Linked DNA regions of Mus musculus: regions 1, 3 and 4 are each linked to region 2. A link is a contact called in public Hi-C and HiChIP or PLAC-seq data. All regions are on one chromosome and are shown on one strand. The core of a region is the stretch at or near the end of the contact, and the rest is flanking DNA. Distances in the headings are between cores, read along the strand shown.

The links. A called contact is a pair of places that touch in the nucleus more often than the background predicts. HiChIP or PLAC-seq counts read pairs in DNA pulled down with a chosen protein or histone mark.
Region 1: a Hi-C map of tail fibroblasts shows a contact between it and region 2, with 4 times the contacts expected there. The contact joins two enhancer-like sites. A contact is called at or near these places in 14 of 39 promoter capture datasets (the 3T3-L1 cell line, the C10 cell line, the HPC-7 cell line and 9 more), 1 of 15 datasets of contacts at CTCF or cohesin (the NIH/3T3 cell line), 3 of 484 Hi-C or Micro-C datasets (the G1E-ER4 cell line, embryonic fibroblasts and tail fibroblasts), 8 of 115 datasets of contacts at active chromatin or transcription factors (the NIH/3T3 cell line, embryonic stem cells, extraembryonic endoderm stem cells and 2 more) and 1 of 9 other capture datasets (embryonic stem cells).
Region 3: a Hi-C map of adipose-derived mesenchymal stem cells shows a contact between it and region 2, with 2.6 times the contacts expected there. The contact joins two enhancer-like sites. A contact is called at or near these places in 14 of 39 promoter capture datasets (the 3T3-L1 cell line, the C10 cell line, the HPC-7 cell line and 7 more), 1 of 15 datasets of contacts at CTCF or cohesin (the NIH/3T3 cell line), 6 of 484 Hi-C or Micro-C datasets (the HPC-7 cell line, the NIH/3T3 cell line, adipose-derived mesenchymal stem cells and 2 more), 2 of 115 datasets of contacts at active chromatin or transcription factors (the NIH/3T3 cell line and embryonic fibroblasts) and 1 of 9 other capture datasets (embryonic stem cells).
Region 4: a contact with region 2 is called in an H3K27ac HiChIP or PLAC-seq map of the NIH/3T3 cell line, with 6 times the contacts expected there. The contact joins the promoter of Sgk1 here to the enhancer-like site in region 2. A contact is called at or near these places in 16 of 39 promoter capture datasets (3T3-L1-derived adipocytes, the HPC-7 cell line, HPC-7-derived erythroid cells and 9 more), 3 of 115 datasets of contacts at active chromatin or transcription factors (the NIH/3T3 cell line, embryonic forebrain and forebrain) and 1 of 9 other capture datasets (adipose tissue).

Annotation. Positions count from the first base shown.
Region 1 is chr10:21,826,956-21,831,683 of GRCm38.p6, forward strand. No RefSeq gene overlaps it. Among named protein-coding and RNA genes, the nearest start is that of Platr6, 29 kb to the right of the region's middle. Within about 2 kb of position 2,251, at least 70 of the 459 cell types and tissues checked have an H3K27ac peak or open chromatin away from gene starts, as enhancers often do. A contact at or near this core is called in the NIH/3T3 cell line, embryonic fibroblasts and tail fibroblasts, where this site is marked.
Region 2 is chr10:21,396,529-21,400,707 of GRCm38.p6, forward strand. It overlaps Aldh8a1 (aldehyde dehydrogenase 8 family, member A1), which reads left to right. Exons shown (of 7, transcript NM_178713.4): 7 at 1-50. Among named protein-coding and RNA genes, the nearest start is that of Aldh8a1, 21 kb to the left of the region's middle. Within about 2 kb of position 2,698, at least 50 of the 459 cell types and tissues checked have an H3K27ac peak or open chromatin away from gene starts, as enhancers often do. A contact at or near this core is called in the NIH/3T3 cell line, adipose-derived mesenchymal stem cells, embryonic fibroblasts and 1 more, where this site is marked.
Region 3 is chr10:21,798,682-21,803,114 of GRCm38.p6, forward strand. No RefSeq gene overlaps it. Among named protein-coding and RNA genes, the nearest start is that of Platr6, 57 kb to the right of the region's middle. Within about 2 kb of position 2,955, at least 49 of the 459 cell types and tissues checked have an H3K27ac peak or open chromatin away from gene starts, as enhancers often do. A contact at or near this core is called in the NIH/3T3 cell line and adipose-derived mesenchymal stem cells, where this site is marked.
Region 4 is chr10:21,880,116-21,884,756 of GRCm38.p6, forward strand. Sgk1 (serum/glucocorticoid regulated kinase 1) reads left to right here and starts at 2,069. Exons shown (of 14, transcript NM_001161845.2): 1 at 2,069-2,592. The coding sequence starts at 2,524. It overlaps Gm46215 (a long non-coding RNA gene), which reads right to left and starts at 2,163. Exons shown (of 3, transcript XR_001779732.1): 1 at 2,078-2,163; 2 at 1,583-1,635.

The sequences.
Region 1 (4,728 bases), core at 1,001-3,500, 430 kb after region 2:
CCAGGAAGACGTTGGAACTTTGTACCCTGAAGCTGGACTCAGCAGGTGCTGGCCTCCCCGGGTCTATTGTTTCTCCTGGAGAATAAGAGGTTGTAACAGATCAGCACTTGCAAGACAAAACAGGAACCTTGCAAGTTAAGGGTTCTGTTTGCGTCTAAGACAGTTAAGACTAAGTTTCTGTTTGCCCTGTGTTAAGTCCTTGCAAGTTAAAGTTTCTATTTGTAGTTGAAAGCAGTTCCTGTTTGTTGTATTAAATCCTAGTTAAAGTTCTTTTTTTTTTTTTTTTTTCCTTTTTTGTCCAGGATTAAGTCCTTGCAAGGTAAGGTTTCTATTTGTAATTAAGAATTAGTTCCTGTTTCTTAGAGCTGATGTAAACTGCTTGCAGCTGATATGATCCTTCCCCAGTCCTTCGCTTTTAGTGTGTCTTTCTAACAGTGTATAAGACCCACTCTCTTGCTCCTGGGAACACTTTATGTCCCTTGTTGGAGGGGCTTCGAGAGACCAGGAGGTGCTGCTCCCTCAAATTCCAACCCAGGGTAAGTCAGCTGGCTGGCCACTCCTAGGTGCACCCCAAACTAGAGCTTGATTAACTGGGCAGTTGTGGATCTGGCTTTGTCTCCTTGAGATTCTCAGGCTTAACATGTGGAGTTCCCCAGCCGTCTTCCCCTCTAACTTTCCCAACTTCTCCAGGAAACCCCTTGAGGCCGAACCCAACCCATGCTCTGAGGCAGAACAAGTTCCTTAAGTGACTCAGCTACTTGCAAATGGTGGCAAGAGGCAGGATGTCGGCATCCCTCTGGACTCTGTTTTTTTTTTTTTTTAAAGAGAAAAACTTCATTACATTTTAATCAAATAGGGATATTAATAAATGTTCATTAGGTGGGGTTGTTAGGGAAAATGTTCCATTTTAACCACCACTGGGGAGCACTCCTTTGCTCCCCAGTCACAAATGGTGGAATTTAGATCCTTTGCAACTCCTTAATATTTTGATTTTTATGATAATATGGCAACTTAAAAAGGTTTAAATTTAAATAACTATAAGTTTTTCAAAATTACTCCAAAAATTAAAGTGTGCTGTTCCAAAAAAAAAAAAAAGTCCTGAACTCAAGGTACAATTCCTAATCCCATCCATAATGCTATGTGTATGATAAATCATTAATAAATTCAATACAATAAAAGTAACATAGTGCCTGATATTTGGGAGACATGAGAGATTTTAAAAACATAGTTTGTGGTTGAATAAATAATACATAAGATGGAAAATTAAGCAAATCGAAGTAGCTCTCTCATATTCTTATTGCCTTTGCTTCTTTTCTAAAGGAGGTTTGTTAATGAACAGAAAGTAGCATAGCTAAGGAAAAAATAATAACTAAACAAGTGCATAATCTTCAGAGGGTAAGAATATGCATCACACACTATAAAAAGCTGGTAAGATACAATGAGGTATTTCAGTACATAAGGCAAATAGGCCTAATCTATATTTTTTCTAACCTAATTATAAAAACTAAGTGGGATCCAGGCCGGTGGCTCACACCTAGAATCCTATAATACACCTATAATGAGGGAGGCAGGAAAGGAGGGTCAGAAGCTCAGGGCAGCCTATGCTACATGGCAATTTGGAGGCCATCCTGGGCTGCGGAGAGCACATCTTTGAAAATATGTTCCCTTACAAGTAGGCTACAATACATAGGGATTCTCCAACAAACATTTATTGATCACACATGCAGAGCTAAGTGCAAAACCAGGGACTGGCGATCAATACGGCAGGCATGCTTCAGCCTGAGGAAGCTTTGTTCAGATAATGTTGTACAAAAGCCGATTATGAAAGAGAGAAGATTCCGCCTAGGGTAGAAAGTAAGGCCGTGCTTCAAGGAGGGCTGGGGGCAGAGCTGCTCTGTGTTGGACAAGAATGGGGAGCTCAGGGCCCTGTCCGCCCCTGTTCCTTCTGTCCTATGGGACTCTATTCAGCAAGTTCAAAAGCAGCGACTTTGTAAGCTTGACTGCATCACCTAGTGTCTGCTGGAAGGGAGGAGGGCCAGACTCTACCAAGCCTAGAAAAACATTTCCCATAATCCTCATTTAGGACTTTCACAGTGCTTTACAGAGTTAAGTGTTGGAATGCTGTCCCTCTATCATCCACCAGTGCAACCATTGAGCGCCTTCTGTGTGCAGAGCACCAGATCACAGAGGACAGCAAACAATAGCTGCTGCCCTTTTGCTTCTTTCCTTTGGGCTGGGCTTGCAGCTTCCAACCACTGGTGACTCAGTGAGTTCTGAGTGATTGCAGCTGTACATAAAAGGAAAGCGCGGAGCGGGAGGAGGGGTTGGGGGGAGGATGAAAGGAGGCCTTCCTCCGGGAAGTGGCATCTTTGCAGACCACCCATTCATTAGTAGGAATTAATTAGTCTAGGAATTGTAATCCAAATTCCTTCAAGGGATCAGGTGGGCGACACAAGCCTGTTCATCTAACCTGCAAGACTGTAAGAGATTTGACAGCCCAAGGCCAGCCGGAAGGAATCTACTGGCCTTAAGGCATTTCAATTCAAACTAAATCATTCTTCCGTAGCCAAACAAAAGACATCTGCAGCCAACCCCAGCAGAAGGACTGGCACCAAGGCTGTAGTGATTCAGACAGGAGCAACAGCGGGGTAAAGGCCCTGTGGCGGCAAGGAGCCAAAGAAGAGCTGGTATGAATAGAGATGGATCTCACGAGAGGGAGAGGGCTCCACAGGCAGAGAAAGGCCAAGAGCAGCCTCACTTGGGGTCTCATTGGCAGGTGAAGCCTTTGGCCCTCATACCAAGTACCCTTGGATACACTGAAGGTTCTAAACAAGGAGGCAGATTCCTCAGTGCTGTTTGGGTGCTATGCGTGAGGAAGACATGGTTTTTATGTGGTCCTGGCTGTCCTGGGACTTGTTACACAGATCAGCCTGGTCTGGAATTGGCAAGGATTCTCCCACCTTTGCCTTCCCCCAGAGCTGGCAGTATGTCCGTGTGTCGTATCATGGCCTGCTTTTAAAAAAGAAAAGAATATTTAAGTGTGTGTGTGTGTGTGTGTGTGTGTGTGTGTGTGTGTGTGAAGTCTCACTGTATAGCCAAGGCTGGCCTCCTACTGTACATCCCAGGTTAGCCTCAATTAGACCAATTGTGTTTATCTCTCAGAGGGGAAGCTCATGTTTCCTGTGTCTGAGGAGGAAAGTCCACTGTCACTGCCCTGGAAAGGACCAAGGGAAAGCTCTGTCCCTCACCCCACACATAAAGTCTTGAGTCTGCCTCTTTGATGTGGCCCTTGGATCACTTACCAGAGCCGTGAATTGTTAGACAGTCCCTGTCTTCAACAAATCCGTGTAACTGGGAGAGGGAACGCCTAAGGCATTGTGGCTCCAGCATGAAGGTATCAACCCCAAGTTACAGGGGTGCTGAGAACAGGGGCCTAAGCGGCCAGAGCTGGACTCTGCCTCCATGGCAAAAGCCGAGACTCATGGCTGAACTTCGCTTCAGTATCGAACAAACAACAGAAATCCCTCATTTTTTTTTTTTTTTGTAATGTAGTTATTGTTTGGAGATGATCTTATACAGATTTGTGTCAGTCAATATAAAAGAATGCTATGATGTATGTACGTACATAAATGAATTATGTCATTAGCGTGTCTACTCTCTTGGAAGCACTTTTCTAGACTCTTCTAGAAAAAAAAAAAAAAAGAGGAAAAGCTCCTCTAGACGCCGTGAGAGAGCAAATCTCCAGAACATCTGCTTAAAGGTGGGAACCTGATGCGAGGAGGAACGGTTTAGCTGCACCAGCACACCGGACATTCACCTCTCCTAAATGTGGAAATGAGAAGGTCCCGAGACTTTGCTATTGTGCAAAACAAGCTCACCCAGGTAACGTTGACTTTCTTCCCAACCTGTTTATGTACGGTATATTTAGTCTCAGGGATCCCCCCCACCACCACCACCTTCAGCCTTGTATAGCGCATGCTCATGTGACATTAATGCTACAAATAAAACCGTACAGTTAGAGATCCTGACCTTTCTCCATGAACTTTACCATGTCTCTAAAGCTAGGTGGAGCAAGTGTCAGGTTTTAAGCAAGATTTCCTTTTGAAGGCAGTTTCCCCTGGGGTGTTGGGGGTTGGAAAATTAGCCATCAAACTGAGATCTCTCCCTTGTGGTCAGGGTGGAATGAGGGGCTTTTTGTTGTCACCTCTAAAGAATGGAACTGAGTGGGGTGGCCCTCGGACTTACTATGTAACCTACGCTGACTTGGAACGTGTCATCTGTGATCTTCCTGCCTCCATCTGCAGGGTGCCACAATGGTTGTGCTAGAACAAGAACTGGTATAATCTTGGGATAACAGATCCACGCAGAAGTCAATCAAGCAGGGTTGGTATCAGTCTCTGTCTGACGAATTCCTTTCTAGAATGTTGCTCATATACTTCAGACATAGGCCCAAACATCTGCCAAACTGCTTTTTCTCTCTAAATGACAAAAATAGAAAAGAAAATGACAATTGTCATCAGCCCACTTTTTAACCCTTATCTATGTAGTCCCTAGCAACCACAGTTTGCACTCTGGAATGTGTTGCAATGATTGTGATATCTTTGAAGAAACTAAATCGCTAATCTTATCCAGAAAGATGGGCAATTCTTTGATGTTAGAAAGCATTCAAACTGCTAGGCCTGGTGGTACATGCTTGTAGCCCAGGCACTTGGGGAGCTGACAAAAAAG
Region 2 (4,179 bases), core at 1,448-3,947:
CAAGTCTAGTCAACTCTGATTCTTCAAAGAAGCAATAAATTGTTCAGCAGTATGGCATATGCCTTGAGCAGTCCATTACTCGCCTTACCCTCATTCTCTTAAAAGTACACTTTTTACTAATAAAAGTACATCTAATGCCCCATTGCCCATATCCTCTGAATACAGTGTGGAAAATGTTGAAGTTTACAGAAGTCCCATGGCAGCTTCAGGGCTACACAGAAGGTATGGGGCACAGGTGGGATTAGAACCTCAGATTCCACAGCTCAGGATTTCTGACAGCCTCACTGCTGCCATGGGCTCCGCTCCAGAAGGGGAGAGGCACTGTGATCCCAGCACACATTGTTCCGGGTCTCTTTTCCCTTTCTGGTCTCCCACCTTGCCTTTCCTCTCTCATTGGTCCCATCGCACTTGAGTGAGGGAGATGTACAACGGCTGTGCAGCTAGGAGCCCCCTCCAGCTCTCGCCGCTTCCCACAGATTCAAACTATTGATTTGCCGTCTGATTCCTGGTTGGCTGGTTCCTGAAGGCCCCAAGATCAATTAGTCCCTCCTGAACTCTGAATATATTCCACGATGCCTGGCACCACCGAAGGGGCCCAGAATGAGCTTGCAGAAGAGAATGCAACGCTTTGGTTGCATAGTGTGAGGCAGGCTTTGCGGGGATATCAAGATTGAACTTCTTGAGTTTTCTTTGGTAAATTTTCTCATGTACAAATGCTGAGAAATTCCAACTGCCCTTTTGAAGAGCTAGCGATGGCTTTGGGCTCTATTGGTTCCTAGCTTTTACATCCTCTCCTTTCTCCTCCCTTGTTAATTTCTTGTCTGTCTGCCACCCACAACCTGTGTTAGCTCAGTCCAAGACCAATTCTTGAGTATTAGCAGAAAAGACTTCAGTAGCCCTAGTCTTTGGCAATTGCTATCTGTGTGGTAGATATTGATCAGCTGGCTAGTTGGACTGGGGAGAGACCAGAGGTTCATAGCTCTGGATTCTTCCTTGTCTTACTGACAAGAAATGGGTCGCTAATGACAACCACAGAGGAGTCAAGAAAGGAACATTTAATGCACATTTAAAAAAGTTATACCTTTAACTAGCAAAACCCTTAATATAGTAATGTAACCTAGAAAAAAATGGAGGTAAAACATAGACGTAGCAGGCTCGGGAAAGTATGCTAGGGTACAGACCCTTACTTGAAGTTCATACAGTCAGACGTACACCTGTAAGTGATCAATCAACACCCATGGAAGGAGTTACAGAGACAAAGTTCGGAGCAGAGACTGAAGGCATGACCATCCAGAGGCTGCTCCACCTGGGGATCTATCCCATAAACAACCACCAAACCCAGACACTATTGCGGATGCCAACAAGAGCTTGCTGACAGGAGCCTGATAAAGCTGTCTCCTGACAGGCTCTGCCAGTGCCTGACAAATACAGAAGTGGATGCTCACATCCATCCTTTGGACTGAGCACAGGGTCCCCAATGAAGGAGCTAGAGAAAGTACCTGTTTTAGTCAGGGTTTCTATTCCTGCACAAACATCATGACCAAGAAGCAAGTTGGGGAGGAAAGGGTTTATTCAGCTTACACTTCCATAGTGCTGTTCATCACCAAGGAAGTCAGGACTGGAACTCAAGCAGGGCAGGAAGCAGGAGCTGATGCAGAGGCCATGGAGGGATGTTCCTTACTGGCTTGCTCCCCTGGCTTGCTCAGCCTGCTCTCTTATAGAACCAAGATTACCAGCCCAGAGATGGTCCCACCCACAAGGGGCCTTTCCCCCTTGATCACTAATTGAGAAAATGCCTTACAGTTGGATCTCATGGAGGCATTTCCTCAACAAAGCTCCTTTCTCTGTGATAACTCCAGCTGTGTCAAATTGACACAAAACTAGCCAGTACAATACCCAAGGAGCTGAAGGGGTTTGCAGCCCCATAGGAGGAACAACAATATGAACTAACCAGTAACCCCAGAGCTCCTGGGACTAAACCACCAAAAAAAAAAAAACACATGGTGGGACTCATGGCCCTAGCTGCATATGTAACAGAGAATGGCCTAGTCGGTCATCAATGGGAGGAGAGGTCCTAGGTCTGTGAAGGTTCTATGCCCCAGTATAGGGGAATGCCAGGGCCAGGAAGCCAGAGTGGGTGGGTTGGGGAGCAGGGAGAGGGGGGAAGGCTTTTCGGAGGGGAAACTAGAAAAGTAGATAACATTTGAAATGTAAATAAAGAAAATATCTAATAATAATAATAATAATAATAATAAGGAGGAGGAGGTGGAGGAGGAGGAAGAGGAGGGGGAGGAGGAGAAGGAAAGGAGAAGGAGAAGAGAAGGAGAAGGAGGAGGAGGAGAAGGAGGAGAAGGAGAAGGAGAAGGAGAAGGAGAAGGAGAAGGAGAAGGAGAAGGAGAAGGAGAAGGAGAAGGAGAAGGAGAAGGAGAAGAAGAAGAAGAAGAAGAAGAAGAAGAAGAAGAAGAAGAAGAAGAAGAAGAAGAAGAAGAAGAAGAAGAAAGAAAGAAGAAGCATATTTCTGATTGCAGCTGGCCATGCGTCATGTGACAATGATTTGCCTAACCTTGCCTGTTGTCGGAAGATGAGCCATCTCTATGAATGTGATGACGGGTTTCTCATCCCACACCTCCTCCCATCCCTCCTCCACACGGCTCAGTCCACTCTTATCCATGAAGAAGCCATTATTCTCCAATCTCATAATTGCATTTCATTCCAGCGTGACTCAACAATCTCCCCCAGAGCTTTGGAAATTACTCACTGGAATATTAAGGACTGGCTAAATAAAGAGAATGAATCATAACAAATCAGATTGCCAGAGATCTTGAGGCCCCTTTCCCCTCCCTTAGATGAACAATGAGATGCCAACGAAGTTACCTGCTTGCTAAGAATCTTAACAGCAAAAGGGGTTTGTAGGTAGTGCTTGGTATAGAATGCACAGGACGCCCAGAAATACACACACATAGAGGTGTTAAAGGCTTTCTGAGGACAACAAAAAAGTCATCTCGAATTCTGAGAAGTATTTGAGTTCTCAGCCCATATCCTAAGCAGCTGGCCTCTGTCCCCACGGAAGATGAGTTATGAAGGCAAAATTTATTCTTAATCATAGCTTCTGGAATTGAATTTACGTCTAAAACAAGAACAACTTCTCTCTAATGCTTGCAGTTCAGAGAAGTGAATGACAGGAGAGAGCAGAAACCTGTTTGTGGAGGACTCCTCGGCTGGTGGTCTCTGTGTTGGGGCAGTTGGGCCTCTGGGTGGAAAGCAGACAGTCTGTAATTGTTAGGGTAGCCGGTGAGCTGTGGGCTCGGCAGGTCCAGGCGCCTGCTGCGTGTGTGGGGGAGCAGGTCCTGGGAGGGACACACGGCTCTCTAGATTCATCATCCCGTTATGAGTTTACATGTGGGGTCACATTGACTGCCTCTGGAAGCAAGAGCAGGAGCTCATGAATTTCCAAGCAGGGAGTATTTGCTTTTCATGTATCATCCTTAAGAAATCAAAGTGTGCAAGAATCACAGAGATAGGCCAGAATGTTGATCAACGCAGTTACTTCTTTGGAGGGATATTTTTGGACTTTTTTTCTAATCCTAAAAGCTCAGTAAGCTACATCCTTTGGAAGTCCTCTTTGCATTGGGGGGATGCGGTCTCCTGCTTATTAGTGATAAGCACTAAATATCAGTGCTGGGGGGTTATTTATAGCTCTGGGTTTCTGGGGCCACTGGCTCTGACTTGGGCTCAGTGAATGGTTTGTGTTCAGGCCAAGTTCTGTCATCAGTGACGATATGATAAGGTCTCTGAGGCTGCTGCCTCCGTGGAAGTGACACTAAAATGCTTGCTGGGATTTTACTCTGAGACGACTGACCTTCCTTCCCTCTGCTGCCCGACCTGGCATCGTCCTCTGCTGTCCCATATAAAGGAGAAAGTCTGCGTCTCCTGGACTTAGTTTGGAGCAAGGGTCCTCTGGATATATTTAGTGCATCCTAATCTCCAGCAAGACCAACTCCCTGAATGTTAAAGTTAGAAATAATTAGACAAGAAAACCCCTTCTCTGGAGTTCATGTGACTGTTGAAATGACAAGGAGAGGAAACTGCTTGGGGTCAGACTCCCCACTCCCTCTGAACCTTTGGCCTGTATTGTTTCAAGACAGACTATGACATCCCCCATGGCGTGATAAGGCAAGT
Region 3 (4,433 bases), core at 1,705-4,204, 400 kb after region 2:
GAGAGTGTACCTTGGTCTACATGAATTCACGGAGACCTGAGGCTGATGTCAGTTTTCCCCAGCAATCCTCTAGCATAGTCCTTAAGTCAGGGCCTCTCTTGAACACAGAGCTTGCTGCTAACCAGCTTCAACTGGGGATCCTTAGTCTCTGTCTTCAGGGCGCTGGAGTTATAGGCTGGCGACTGTGCCCACGTGGCACTTCTCTCTGTGTGCCGGGATATAAGCAAAAGCACTGCATACGCTTCCATGGCAAGGTGGCATCCATTGTGCCCTCTTTCCCACTCTGAAAATCGGGCCTTTAAGGAGAATGAGTTTAACAGATAACCCTGGTCCTTCTTGGCCACTCTGTGACAGGCTTTTCAAATTACTCCCAGACCCCTCTAGCTGCATTGTGGCTAGTCTTGTGTATGATGAAATTCTGTATGTGACTTGGTTCCAGGCTCCAAGTCCTCTTGGAAGACTTAACTCTGAACTGAGTATCATTCATTAACAAAAAGGCTGGATGGGTGCAGGCAGGAACAAAGACCTGGGGGTCTGCACTTGGCACTGAGGCTGCAGATTCTTGCTGCTGCAGCTTTCTGATGCACATAGCAGTGACCGCCACTCTCAGAGGCCTGGTTCTGCAGTGTATTTTGTTTCATTCCCGGCCACTCAGCCCAGACTTTTCCCTCAGCTTTCCCAACAACCTGGAAATTACCTGTACACCCTAGCAAATTCTTTTCTGCTTATTCTACTGAGTGGATACTCTATTATCAAGATAATGCTGATTGAAATATTGAATGGCTCATGTTAAGTTTGTTTTTTTTTTCTTTTTGGTGGGGGAACAACGGTGTTTTGTTTTGATTTGTAACCCAGGCTGACTTGGAACTCTTGCTATGTAGCTCAGGCAGTCCTCAAATATAAGGCAATCCTCCTGCCTCTGCTCCTGGAGTGTTGGGAAGATAGGCATTGCCATTATTTCAGACTTAGGTGTTCTTCATGCCATAAAATTAAAAATAATTGTTCCTGTGAACACGGGCAGTCATACATCTCTGTAGCATTTCCCTGCAGCCCACAAGGAGAAAAACAGTGAGGACAGACTCACAATGAAAGAAACAGGTAGGGCTCCCGTTGCTGCATCCCCAAAGGTTTCCCCCATTTTTGGAATGTTATGCCGAAGGATTTTGGTTTAGTGTCTCCCTTCTCTCCTGGAATATAAAGGCCATAAAACAGGTGCATAATTGACATGTGTCCAGCCAGGACCCCATATATGAAAGCAAACATATTTCTGGCTCACTGTAGATACGCAATAAACAATGTGTGACTCTATAAAGTCATGGGGGTAATTTGTAAACATACCCAGGTTGGACATATGTCTATGCAATGATGCCAATAGTTGTCACTTACAGAAGTCTACTGAAAATAGTCACATATATATTATCCCGTTCCTCTACAGAACAGGGTTATCATCGTTGTTTCACAAATAAGAAACCACACTTAACAGCAATCTCCAGTGTTGGAGGGTTTGGGGTTTGGTTTTGGTTTTGGTTTTTGTTTTGGGGGAGGGTGTTGTTGTTTTGTTTTGGGACTGGATCTCACTGTGCAGCCCTGGCTCTCCTGGAACTCACTCTGTAGACCAGACTGGCCTCAAACTCAGAGATCTGCCTGCCTCGGCCTCTCAAGTGCTGGATTTAAAGATATGCAGCACCAGCCTGGCCTAACAATAAGGATTCTTATTTCAAAACCTATGATGCAGTTTCTATTACACTGTATATATTCAGTGTGGTGGATTCAGTCTCTCGCTGGATAACTGTGACTCTCCTCAGTATTCCAACCATCTAAGGAATCCAGGGCTTCTACAGTGCCCTCCTCCCTCCGTAGACCATCCTTCAACAAGAGTCCTGGAATTGAGCTGAATGTACGTAAGGAAAGACACCTTCCCCAGAGCATTACCTAGAAGTAGAAGAAAACAGCTCCCATGGGCCCCACTAGAGACTAGCAGGCAGGTAGTCTGTGTTCTGACAATGGATGAATGTTTCTGGCAACCAAATTCTAAACAAACCTACAGTGATTCTTTCTCCACAGGAAATATTTCAGATAAAACAATTTTACTCAGCGGCTGCTTCTGTTCTAACTCCATAATCACCTTGAAATACTTCCATACTCAGCTTTAAAGCTCCTTATAAAAGCCACTGTGGAGTGCCCATCCCCCTCTCTGCTTCCTGACAGAGGACCCAATGTGACCACTGCTTATGTCACCATGTCTTCTGATGGGACATACCCTCAAATTGTAAGAGGAAATAAACCACTCTTCCTCTCTTAAAAAAAAATCAATTAACCAATAAGTCAATGAATTTATCATCTGCCTATGTGTATGTATGTATGCATGTATGTATGTATGTATGTATGCATCTATCTATCTATCTATCTATCATTTATCTATCTATTATCTATTATGGTCAGGTTTGGTGGCACATACCAGCACTTGGGGGCATAGGATGCAGGTGGTTAGTCCAGAAGTTGAAGTTCATTCCTAGCTAATAGCATCACCAAGCCTGCTTGGGCTACACAAGACCCTGTTTTAAAAAGCAAAACAAATTTAAAAACAAAGGGCAATTCAACATACAATAAATTTGATGGATTGTTTCACCTTCAAGTAGAAATGGCACCCCCAGCTAGGTATCACTAATCTATGCCTTTAATCGATGACTATCGACCCGCAGACTCTATCACATGTAAGATATTATACTAGGAGTTTCATTTAAATGTAGTAATTTCAACCCTCCCTCAGTACAGTAAAACTAGGAAGAAGAAACATGTTTTAGTAAAACCATTTGCATGGTTATTGCTTTGGAGCCTTGAGTCATTATATGAAGTTTATTTCTTGGGGAAACATTTGGGTTAAGCTTAGTCATAGAAATACATATACCTCCAATTTGGCTGTGACTCAGCAGGATTCTTACTGACATGCAGTGTCCCCTGGCTACACATTAAGTCACTCTAGTTAAAAAAACACGCCCACAGCTTCTGGCGTAGATCTACTATCTCAAGTGTCGTATATTCTATTTGTTTTCTGAAGATTCTTAAGTCCTGAGTCAATTCCATTACTAAATTTTACTTCCGACCCTCTCTGCTCATCTGCTGAAGCGAAGAAGAAAGGGAAATGCTAACTCCCAGCAGATTGGAAGTGAGACATCTTTACTGGGGCCAATTTAAACAAAGACCAATTGTCCCTGACCCTTTGCCCAATGTTCTCTTGAAATGGAATCAGACCCCAGAGGATGAGTCATTACCCATTCAAGTCCAAGTGCAGAATAAATCCAAGTGAGGGCTCATTACCTGCAAGGAAAAGTCACTATGGCTCAAGATCTTTTAGATAGGTTGTATTCATGCATAATGTTTGAGTTTTGGGCCAATACTTGGTATATAAGTTTCCAGTCCATGTGTACTTAAAGATCAGAACCTCAATTATGGACCCCTGAGTTAATTGGCTATTATGTAGATTGGATTTTGATGTTTTAAAAATTCTTGGCGGGGCTGGTGAGATGGCTCAGTGGGTAAGAGCACCCGACTGCTCTTTCAAAGGTCCGAAGTTCAAATCCCAGCAACCACATGGTGGCTCACAACCATCTGTAACAAGATCTGACGCCCTCTTCTGGAGTGTCTGAAGACAACTACAGTGTACTTACATATAATAAATAAATAAATCTTAAAAAAAAAAATTCTTGGCAAAAACCTAAGAGGCATTTAATGTTCAAAAATATAGTGAAAATACAATGTGGTAGTTAGAGTCAAGGAAGAATCAATCAAATTCCTCCCTTATATGCATGCCCACCATTCCCCTTACTATGGGAGACACCTCATAATTGTTCTAGACTAGGGTTTCTCTCAACACAGGACAGAGATATTTATGTCAAACCAGAAAGTATTGGGGGCTATTGAATGTCTCTACCTCCCATTGAGATGAAATAATATTCCCTTCCAACAAAATCTATTCCATCTCTGGTCCCCTCAGTAATGGACTTTGGCCTAGCCAACCTGAAAGGAAGAAGGATGTCTCTATACATGAAGTGATTCCACATGGTTAGAGCCAAAGCACATTTTTCCCTCCCCTAATTCCCATCAGAATAAGGTTTATGCTTCCAGAAAAGTAGAGGGTTTAGACACATGTGTGGACTCCTTTCTTATTTGGGAACTAGAAAATGTTACTTGGGAAAAAATGGGTGGGGGAAAAGATGTGGAAGGTCCCCTGCATGGGAGACAGTGTCACTTCAACAGTGGCCACCCAGTAGTTAGAACACACAGATCAGCCTCCTGAGTCTACCCAATTTGGAGGCGGCAAACTCAAGGAGAAAGGCTGGTCTCTGCAAATTGGAGGTTTTCATGAAGACTTGCTTCGAGCTGGGAAAACAAAAACAAAAACAAATAAACTTTGACATTGTTTTGGGGATGAT
Region 4 (4,641 bases), core at 819-3,318, 480 kb after region 2:
GGGGGATAAGCATGCAGTTCTATGAGCCTCTGAAAGCCATTCTCATTCAAACCATGATATGTACATTGCTCCTGTGATACAAAGTATGCACCATTGCGCTCATGACCTTGTGTAAAGTCTAGCATAGGCTAGCTATGGCGTCAGCATCTGGAGGTGGCCTTTGGGGGACAGGAAGAATGAATTAGTCTTTAGTTTTGTCTTCGTCTCCTTCCCTTATAGACTCCATGAGACATTTCTCTTCACCTTAGGTCAATGGAGAATCTGCCAAAGCAAGTCTGTGTGGTAGAACAACAGGAAATCCAACTGAGGGCCCCAGAATCACCCGCTTCCCTGGGTTATTTAAAATATATATATTTATCACCCACATTCAATAAATGGCTGTTATAACACTTTGTGAGGAACAGTGAAGAAAGGAACAGGAAAGAGATTGAATGGCTTTCACTGTTTTCTAATGAAACTTACTGAGGTATAATTTTACTGTGCAAAACAAATTCTTTTTCGTTTCATGATGAAGTTTGGTTCTTACTGTAGTCATTACCATAATCCCGATGGGGAACATTTCTTTCATCTTAGAATAATTCTCTTTGAGTTCTCTCTGGTGATTTTAGATGGCCCCTTTAGGAAAATCACGGCCTACTGAAGCTGTAGATTACATAATGTATCCTTGTGTCTTGTACAACTTCATCCATATCTCACCTCATAGAAACTCATACTCTAAAGGAACTCAGGCACCTCTTCCCCAGTTAATCCACGTTTCCCATATAAATGGTGTAACAATGTGGGTTTTGTTGTTGTTATTGTTCTGTTTGGGTGTTGTTTCTGGCTAGGATCCCATGAATTCTAGTCTGGCCTCAAACTCTGAGGATAAGCTTGCATTTCTGATCCTCCTACCTTTAACCTCCCAACTGCAGGGGTTCTAATCCCATGTTGCCACAGTGTCTGTCGCTGTTTTGTTTTTTCTTTTGTTTGTTTGCTTGTTTTGTGGTCCTGAGGATTAAACTCATGGTTTCATGCAAGCACTCAATCAACAATTATTTTTAAGGATAGTTCTAGTGTATTTCCTACCAGTGAACGCTTACTGGTTTTGGATTTGAATGCTATATTTGAATAGAATGAGATGTCAAACAAGTGATTGAGTGGCTGAATTAATGAATGAGTGAATGAATGAGTGAGTGAGTGAGTGATCGTGTATGTCTATCTCATAGACCAAAGTACAGCCGGAGGTGAAGTAGCTGATCAAAACCACATGCTAACAGGGACCCCAAACCTTTTTGCTATAAATCCTATTTAAAAAACAAAACAAAACTCATAAAATATCAGCATCAAAGAGCACAAGTGGAAACGAGCTACGCATAATTAAATGTTTTTGTTAAATGAATTCACTTTGCAGAGGTTCAGGATAAGTTGGGGCATGTAAAAAGACTCGTCCTTGCTTCCTGTGACTCCCTTAGCATTGAATGGATTCAGCACGAATTTTTGGTGAAGGTCTGGGCAAGGTTCTGCCTATTGGTTTTGCACACTTTGTTTCTGTTCATTGATTTTCTCTTACTGCCGGCTTCTCTGTTGAAAAGGGTGGGCTTACCTCCCCAGTTGTTCCTTCTAATGTCACAGCGGAAGGAAGGGCATCCGAGGACCCTACAGAGTAAGAGACCATTCACTGCTACACATGTGTAGGCACATTATTTTATTTTTCAAGGTTTCATAGGGCAGGAACACGTTTGATGCCCCCCACCCCCTGCCTCCGGGGCTTGGTATCAGAACCGGAATCTGAAGAACTTCATTGAGAATTACATTATTGGGTCTGCATTTTACTCTGGTTACCACATTGTTGCAAAGAAAAACCAATTCAAAGAACCCTCCCAAGGGAATCCGTTGTTCTGTGTTTTCTGTGTCTCCTGACCATCCTCTGATCTTACTCACATATGCATGCATGCATCCTTGCTCCTTCCTGCCTTGCTTTCTCTTTCCATTTACCTTTCTGAGGAGGCTCTCTCCCTTCCTCCTTCCCTCCCTCCGGCTTCAGCTCTTTCTTACTCCTTCCCCCAGCTGCTTAACTACAGCTCCCACTGGAACCTACACAATCAAAAACAGCTCTCCTCCAGCAGCCTCCAGCAGCGCATCACCTGGAGCAGAGCGAGTCGCTCGCTCCCCGCTCAGCCCGGGAGCAGCTCGGTAGCTGGGGGCGGGGACGGTACCCTGCTCTCGCCTGAGCGCCCGCCAGAGCATCTCTGGATAGATTTGCTGTATCCCGCCATCCGGCCCCGGGGTCCTGTTGTGGTGATGCTTACGTTTCAAAGCAATGATGGAAAGAGAAAAGCCATTGCCAGTGGCCTCTGAAAGTGGGGCGAGTTACTGCAGTCGCTGCCGCAGCAGGATGAGCGAGTGAAAAACTGAGCCCCGTTAGCCTCTCCATCCCGTTCGGTCTTCATTCACCGTCTCCAGGAAGGCGGATCGGGATACAGATGCAGTAAACCAAGCCGGTGCCACCCTGGATCTATAACTGTGAAGTCCCTTCTGTGGAAGATGGTAAACAAAGACATGAATGGATTCCCGGTCAAGAAATGCTCAGCGTTCCAATTTTTTAAGAAACGGGTAAGCCCAGGTTGTGGTTGTTGCTTTTGTTTTCTACGCTGCTTCTCTCAAATGCTTTTGGAGGCTTGCCTAGGGTAAGCCTCGGGTTTTGTTACTGAGCCCTTCGTGAAAGCAGAGCTTCTGGTGTCAGTGGTCAAGGTGAGCGCTGGCCCTGCTGAGATTCATATTTGTTGGGGGGTGGGTAGGGGAGATGTTGATGGAAAGGGGGGGCTCAGAGGAGTTGCATTGGAAGAAGGGGGTTGGGCCGAGATGCCTTCAAATGGGTTTAAGATGGGAACTGAGATTTCTCAATCAAAGCCATGCCCAGGATTACAAGGCAGTTTCAAAGACAGCTGGCCCGAGTGCAGTTAATAAGAAGCAATTTAGTCTGGGCTAATTAAGTAGCTCTCTCGCTCTTATCTTTGAAGGGTTCAACTTTGCCACACCTTCCCTCCGTCTCAAGGGCTGCTGCATTTTCGTCTTCAATTGTTAGAAGCAGCTTTGGCTCCTCAAATCCATTCTGCCACTATCTCTATCTTTGGGGTAAACAGGAAAGGACCAGAGTGACCTTTGACAGAAATGATGGACTCCCAACATCTCAAACCCTCTATTTCAAGTTGCCTCAATTTTGCCTAGCACACGTGCCCTTACCAAAAGAATAAGGGATAGCCTGTTTTATAGCCCAAACTATGATTGGGGGGGGGGGCGTGCGGGGAGGGTTCTGCTGCTATGTACATTTGCTGTATACATTTGTTTAAATTCCTTTCATTCATAATGTTAGTAATGTCATAGGGCTGTAAATGAATAGACCTTTCTCTGTTTCACAGATAAACTCAGTTCATTGCAATGGCCACACTGGAGGTCTGTGGCTCTGCAAATTTATACATGAGTGGGGACTCAGAAATGAGTGGTTGTTGGAAGACTGATCATTGACATCCTTATGGGGAGTGTCTCTTAAGCAATAGGAGGCTCCTGTAGCCCCAGTTGTGCCGTCCTATTTAGTGCCCGGGGCGGTCCTATCCAGCTGCTTCCTTCCATTCATTCACCCTTCCCTTCATTCAGGCCGCGTCTGTGTGTGCCGAAAAGGCAACAGAACGTAATGAATTACAGGCTGGGCTGGACGGCCTCCTAGCACTGAAGGGTCAAGCTGGAAAGGCAGGTCTGCAAACCAGCAGTCTGCAAGCGCCAGCAGGAGCTCTCTCACATCCTGGCTTAGAGATCCCCAAATCTATGGCCAAATGCAAACGATACGCACTAAATCTGAGTAACGCTAACTCCTGCAGCCAGTGTCAGTTGAGAGGTCTTTCCCCAGTAGAGTCTGCAAGTCAGCCCAGCTTCTTGGTCCTCCCGCACTACTAAGGTCTCCCCTGTAGTCAAAAGATACTTTTCCAAGGGAAGCACCCTTTTATTTAGTCCTTAAATTCTTTACTTCCTTCTAACTAACTAGCCAAAGTTTGCTGTTTTTTTTTTTTTTTTTTTTTTTTTTCTCTAGCTACATTGACCAAGCTGTCTTGAATGCCTGGGCTGAAATGATCCTCCTGCCTCAGTTTCTTGTGTATTGGAACTATAGGTTTAGGCTTATGAGCTTATGCCTATCTTAACTAATTTATTTGGTGCTATTAAGGGTATTTTGTTTTACAGTGCTGGGCCTCAAGCATGCAAGTCACCCCTCCCCCACAAGCCCCATCCCCAAACAGTGAACTACGTTCACAGTCCCTGGGGAGTTTAGAACCCTTTCAGCTATATATTGTCAGTCAACCAAGTGTCAGTTACATACTGTTTATTTATTATAATAGTTTCTTATTTTCTTTGCCATCAAAATATACTACTAGAAATCCCAGCTTGACATCTGGTTGCATTTTGCTTACGAGCATAATTTACCAGTGTGTTTCAGCCAGTGTTTCTGCAGACCTTGGGTTTTGGAAAGAGTGAGACAGGGTACAGATGTCTTCTCAAAAACTGCAGGGAGAAAGAGATTTACACCATGAGGTCCAGCAGGCCATTTCACTGGGTTCAGTCTGCTGGAGATTGGGTCTGACATCTCCCTGCCCCCCCTCTGCTCTCCTTGCC